2 separate regions of the Mus musculus genome follow, and region 1 is linked to region 2. The links are chromatin contacts, called in public HiChIP or PLAC-seq maps. All regions are on one chromosome and are shown on one strand. Each heading gives the region's core, a stretch centred on a gene start, on an enhancer-like site or on the middle of the called end of the contact. The rest is flanking DNA. Distances are from core to core; before and after follow the strand shown.

Region 1 (2,700 bases), core at 41-2,540, 96 kb after region 2:
CTGAAACTCACTTTGTAGACCAGGCTGGCCTTGAACTCACAGAGCTTCCAGCCTCTGCCTCCACCGTGCTGGAATTAAAGGGGTGTGCCACCACTGCTTGGCTGAGACTGTGTTCTTTAGAGTTGATGGGAAATAGGTGATTTGAAACGTGAAAGAGCTGGGCATGGTGATACACCTCTTTAATCCAAGCACCTTAGAAGATCCCATTCATTGTAACAGTAGCATATGTCATTTTCTCTACTTAGTTTCAAACGACTCTTTTTAAAAATTTCCCTCCTTTAGTCCCAGCACTCAGGAATAGAGGCAGGCAGCAAGGCCAGCCTGGCTTACAGAACAAGTTCCAGGACAGTCAGGGCTACAAAGAGAAATCCTGTGTCAAAAACCAAACACAATACAACAAAACAAACAAACAAAAATCAAGTAAAAATGAAAACATAAACAGCATATGAGCGGCTATATTGAAAGGCTCTGGTTTTGATACCTAGCACTGGGGGGAAAAAAGGAGACTGTAAAGAAATTGTGTGGAAGGTAGACAAGAGCCATTAGAAATCCCTAAACTATCTCAATATGTAATTTCACAAGATAGACATGCCACTGTGTTGTGTGTGTGTATATATATGTATATGTATATGTATGAATATGTATATATATATAAGTGTATACATATATATGTACTTTGTCAATAGAATTTTAAAATAGCTCTTATTGGAGATAAGCACTGTGATGCCATCTGTAATTCTAGCCCTTGGAAAGTAGGGGCATCTTCAACTATATAATTAGTTTGAAGCCAGCTATAAGCTGCATGTCCATCCCACCTTTTCCCTAGCCTTTATTTATAAAATTCATCAATATTTATGTATGGTTTTTTATTAGTGGGGATTGAACCAGGGCGTCTGACTTGCTAGGTAAACACTCTGATCACTGAGCTATGTCCTCAGCTCTGTCATGCCATACCAGTAAGGTATGATTTAAACTCTATATTGAAAGGAGTCTCAGATCTGTTATAACTTCGCATTTGGTTACATTTCTTTCTCCGTAACCGCAGCTTTTTCCAACTTAATTCTTAGCTGGATCTGAGCGCGATAGCGCACACTTTTAATCCTAGCATTAGGGAGGCAGAGGAGGGCGGGACAGCCAAGGCTGTAGAAAGACTCCACCTGTGTGTACGTTCGCGAAACCGATGGGCATTCGTAGTCCTGCCACGCTTTCGCGAGGCCCCGCCCCTCACGCCCCGCCCACCTGGGCGTGTTCTTCCTTCGCCCTTTAGACCCTAACGGAGCGGAAGTGTCGCAGCGCGGCCGCCGGAAGTGTCGCGCGGCGTTGTGCGACCGGCTGTGTGCTGAGTGGGGCCTGGACCCGGAGCGTTACCGCTATGTCGATCGAAATCGAGTCTTCCGAGTGAGTCCTGCCGTGGCGTGTTCGCGGCGTGGCGTGTTCGCGGCGTGGCGTGGGGTGGAGTGGAGGGTGGTCGGAGGACGTTGGAGGGGGAGCTGCGCGCCGGAGGTTGCGGCCTCGAAGCACTTTCCGGGTTGGCTCCCTCTTTAGATGGGCCCGCGAGAGAGCAGCCGTGGGGCGGGCCGTCTGGAGCCCCTGGGCCCCGGCGTCGGGCTGTGCTGGGGCACACCGAGTAGACCTGACTACTGTGGTTTCCTCTGCTAGCCACACCGCCCTCGGCGCTGCCCGGGTGTCCGCCAGTCCCTCAGCTCTTCCTTCTGGTCCAAGCACTAGTTACCCCAAAGACTCTGCTGCTTCTCCTATCTGATTAGATCCAGTGTGGTGTATTGATTTGGTTTGCAATTTGCAGAGAGAGAGAACCTCTTTGTGGACACAGAATTTGAATATTGATTGAGTCAGAAGAATGAGACTTAGTGAAGGCGGGGACGGCGACGAGGAGCCAGGTGGGCGGGGAGTGAGTGACTGAAGAGTCTTGCTTGGACTCCCCAGGACTCCACCCACCGCCTTTTATTTTTTGAAAAGTAAAATTAAATTATGAAATTAGCAAACAGCTGTGTTCTGAGTGGAGGGGAGAGATACGCATGTTCTGAAGATCTGCAGAAAAGCAAGGTTTATTAATTAAGTCGGCGGAGTCTGAAACCTGCTATGTATTTTTAAGACTGAAGCTGGATGTGAAGTATGCACGTCTATGATCGCAGTATTAAATGGGCAAGTAGGAAGGCCTGGAGTCCAGCCTGAGCCTCTTCATAGCGATATATATATATATATATATATATATATATATATATATATATATATTTTTTTTTTTTTTTTTTTCCGAGACAGGGTTTCTCTGTATAGCTCTGGCTGTCCTGGAACTCACTTTGTAGACCAGGCTGGCCTCGAACTCAGAAATCTGCCTGCCTCTGCCTCCCAAGTGCTGGGATTAAAGGCGTGCACCACCACGCCCGGTGAGATACATATTTTTAACTCAGTTATATGTAAGTCGTTTTTTTCCTGGGTTTTGCTTCTGAGACAAGGTTTTCTGTGAAGCCGTAGCTGTCCTGGAACTCACTCTGTAGACCAGGTGAGTCTCAGACTCAGATTCACCTGCCTCTGCCTCCGGAGTGCTGGAATTAAAGACGTGTGCCAACCCCCAGCTTTATAAATCGTCTTTAAATGAATATATGCTTTGATTGCGGGAGGCAGACAGTAGACAAAAACAGTAAATAAAATATGACGCAGTAACAGATGGTCCCTGTGTAG
Region 2 (2,700 bases), core at 195-2,694:
TCAGAAATGCACCTGCCTCCCAAGTGGTTTTTTTTTTTTTAAATACTTTCTATGATTGCAACCAAATGTCACTCAGCCTGCTTTCTCATCGATGAATCGGAGACAGTTAACAACCCCTATTACATGGCATATATTGGTTAACAACAAACTCTCCAAACATAGGAGTAGCTAGAATTAGCATTCCCCATCTTAAGGTTCTCATCACATTCAAGGATAAATGGGTCTGAGGCCTCGGGGTCAAGACTTCAAGTGCTTAAATCTTCCAGCTTCCACTTTCAGATCAACAAGGTTAGGTAAAGGAACGCGCAGTGACAAAGTTTTTAGGAGCCCTGAGTTCCACAGCTTATCAGCTGTGAGATTTTACAGGCCATTCATTCTTATTCACTCCAAGGCACTGAAATCTTTGTTTACTACATAGTCTGGGCTGGCTCCAAACTCTGGCTCTTCCTGTCTCCGCAACCAGAGTCTGGGATTACAGGTGTTCACGACCGCGCCTAGATTCCAGTATTCTGTTAAATGGGGACTGTGTTCCAGCGCTGTGTACAACGGGCTGTTCTGTACGCAGGCTTAGGAATTAATGCAGTTTTCTGCCAGTCTCATCCCAACAAGCATGTGTCATCTCCATGTGGCATGCACTAGAGGCCATGTTGCACCTAGAACCAAGTTGGGCAGGTTCCTGAGGTTTCCCAATCCTGCAAACACTTATGTGGGAGTAAGAGTAGAGCAAGATGGTCACTTCCCTAGCAGGACTCAATAAGCAGCTCCTCCACTTTAGCCCCCTCACAGGCAGGCGGACCCAGCTAGGGTAAGTGGATCTTTGGAACGCCCCAGAGAATCCGTCCGCTGGCCTCGCGGGACGTCGAAGCCGGTTTCCTAGACGACCTTTCTCCACTCCATTTTCTCACTATCCCAAGGCTACCGCCTGTCCTCTTGTCCTCACTAGCTGCTGTCCCAGGCCCATACCCGAGTCACTGGGTACGTCAGGAAGTGGTGAGCAGCTCGTTGAACAAGAAGCTGGTTTAGAGAGACTTAAGCTCCACGGTGAACGCTAGGAAGAAAAGCTGAGCGCCGCTGGGTATGGGATGCCCGCTCAACCCAAGGCTGCGGTGGGGCTGGCGGAGCGCCACGTTTAGTCCCCAAGTGTCGCGACGCCCTGCAACCCAACCTCCCGAGGGCCCGCCCCTTAGTGCCTGCCCCCCAAGCTCCGCCCTCCCTTAGCTGCCAGAAAAACCCGGCTGAAGGTTCCGCCCCTCAGTCCCCTCTCCGAGCCTTGTCCCTCATGCCCCGCCCCTCTCGAAAAAGACCCGCTTTGCGGCCCCACCCCTTAGACTCCGCCCCCCCAGGTTCCGCGAACAGCCTTCCGAAACCCGGTTGAGGCCCCGCCCTAGGTCGAGACCACGCCCCCTGCTCATCCGCGCTTGTGGTTCCCGCTGATCTCTCCAAAGTCCCGCGGCCAGGGGTGTCGGCTTTCCGCCGCAGGCGGCCGGTGCTGCGCTAGGTCCTAGCCCCCTCCCCCCGGCCCCTCCTTCGATCGCTGTGGTCGGGTAGCGCCTGGCGGGCGGCCTGCGGGCGGGCCGTCCTCTCAGCCGTAGCCCACCCCCTCTTAAAGCCGCGGCGGGAAGATGAGGTTTCGTGAGCAGTTCCTGGGCGGCAGCGCCGCGATGCCGGGCGCGACCCTGCAGCGGGCCTGCCGCCTGCTCGTGGCCGTCTGCGCGCTGCACCTCGGCGTCACCCTCGTCTATTACCTCTCTGGCCGCGATCTGAGCCGCCTGCCCCAGTTGGTCGGAGTCTCCTCTACACTGCAGGGCGGCACGAACGGCGCCGCAGCCAGCAAGCAGCCCCCAGGAGAGCAGCGGCCGCGGGGTGCGCGGCCGCCGCCTCCTTTAGGCGTCTCCCCGAAGCCTCGCCCGGGTCTCGACTCCAGCCCTGGTGCAGCTTCTGGCCCCGGCTTGAAGAGCAACTTGTCTTCGTTGCCAGTGCCCACCACCACTGGACTGTTGTCGCTGCCAGCTTGCCCTGAGGAGTCCCCGCTGCTCGGTAAGACCCAGGATCTGAGGACGTGGACTCCTCGGATTTCCTCAGTAGGGTTCCAGGGATATTATCCTAAGATCTCTTTCAGGACTGCCAGCCACCAGGTTTTGATCAGAGTGCATAATCCCCAAGAAGGGCTTAATCCTCTTTGGGATGACCCAAAGAGAGGTTGGCTGGTGTCTCAAGAGGCAGGGGCCCTGTTGGGAAACCCCCAGGCTCTTACCCCAGCACCAGACAAGGCCCTGGAGACACCCTTGTTCTGGCCCAGGACTCAGGAAGTTTGAAGTTGGGGTCAGTTTAGAGTAGACTGAAAAGGCTGCTCTGCAACCTTCCCTACCTATAGTAGCAACACCGGCAACCTTCAACCTTCTGAGGACAAGACCGACAGTGAGAAAACCACCTCCCCTCCCCACCACCCTCCACTCCGCCTTAGAACAAGCCACTTAACTTTCTCTTTAAGGTTTCTTTCTGGTAAATGGAGATAATAAACCACACGTATTTTGGAGTTGTTTTGAAGAAGTAAATGAAACATTGTAACTAAGAGTTTAAAGAATGAGGATGAACTCTTAGAAAGTTGCTACAATTGTGGGATTTCCTCCTGTTTGTAGGTGCTGAACCAAGGGGCCTTCTGTCTCCCACCCCAAGTTCCTCCTCCTGATGCTTCCTCTT

Evidence for each region. HiChIP or PLAC-seq counts read pairs in DNA pulled down with a chosen protein or histone mark.
Region 1: a contact with region 2 is called in an H3K4me3 HiChIP or PLAC-seq map of bone marrow-derived macrophages, with 5 times the contacts expected there. The contact joins the promoter of Smu1 here to the promoter of B4galt1 in region 2. A contact is called at or near these places in 10 of 39 promoter capture datasets (the C10 cell line, the HPC-7 cell line, cranial neural crest and 7 more), 1 of 15 datasets of contacts at CTCF or cohesin (CD8 T cells), 11 of 484 Hi-C or Micro-C datasets (CD4 T cells, Th1 cells, bone marrow-derived macrophages and 4 more), 18 of 115 datasets of contacts at active chromatin or transcription factors (the 230-238 cell line, CD8 T cells, the HPC-7 cell line and 11 more) and 3 of 9 other capture datasets (adipose tissue, liver and pancreatic islet).

Annotation. Positions count from the first base shown.
Region 1 is chr4:40,756,475-40,759,174 of GRCm38.p6, reverse strand. It overlaps Smu1 (smu-1 suppressor of mec-8 and unc-52 homolog (C. elegans)), which reads left to right and starts at 1,290. Exons shown (of 12, transcript NM_021535.4): 1 at 1,290-1,398. The coding sequence starts at 1,373.
Region 2 is chr4:40,852,728-40,855,427 of GRCm38.p6, reverse strand. It overlaps B4galt1 (UDP-Gal:betaGlcNAc beta 1,4- galactosyltransferase, polypeptide 1), which reads left to right and starts at 1,444. Exons shown (of 6, transcript NM_022305.5): 1 at 1,444-2,037. The coding sequence starts at 1,623.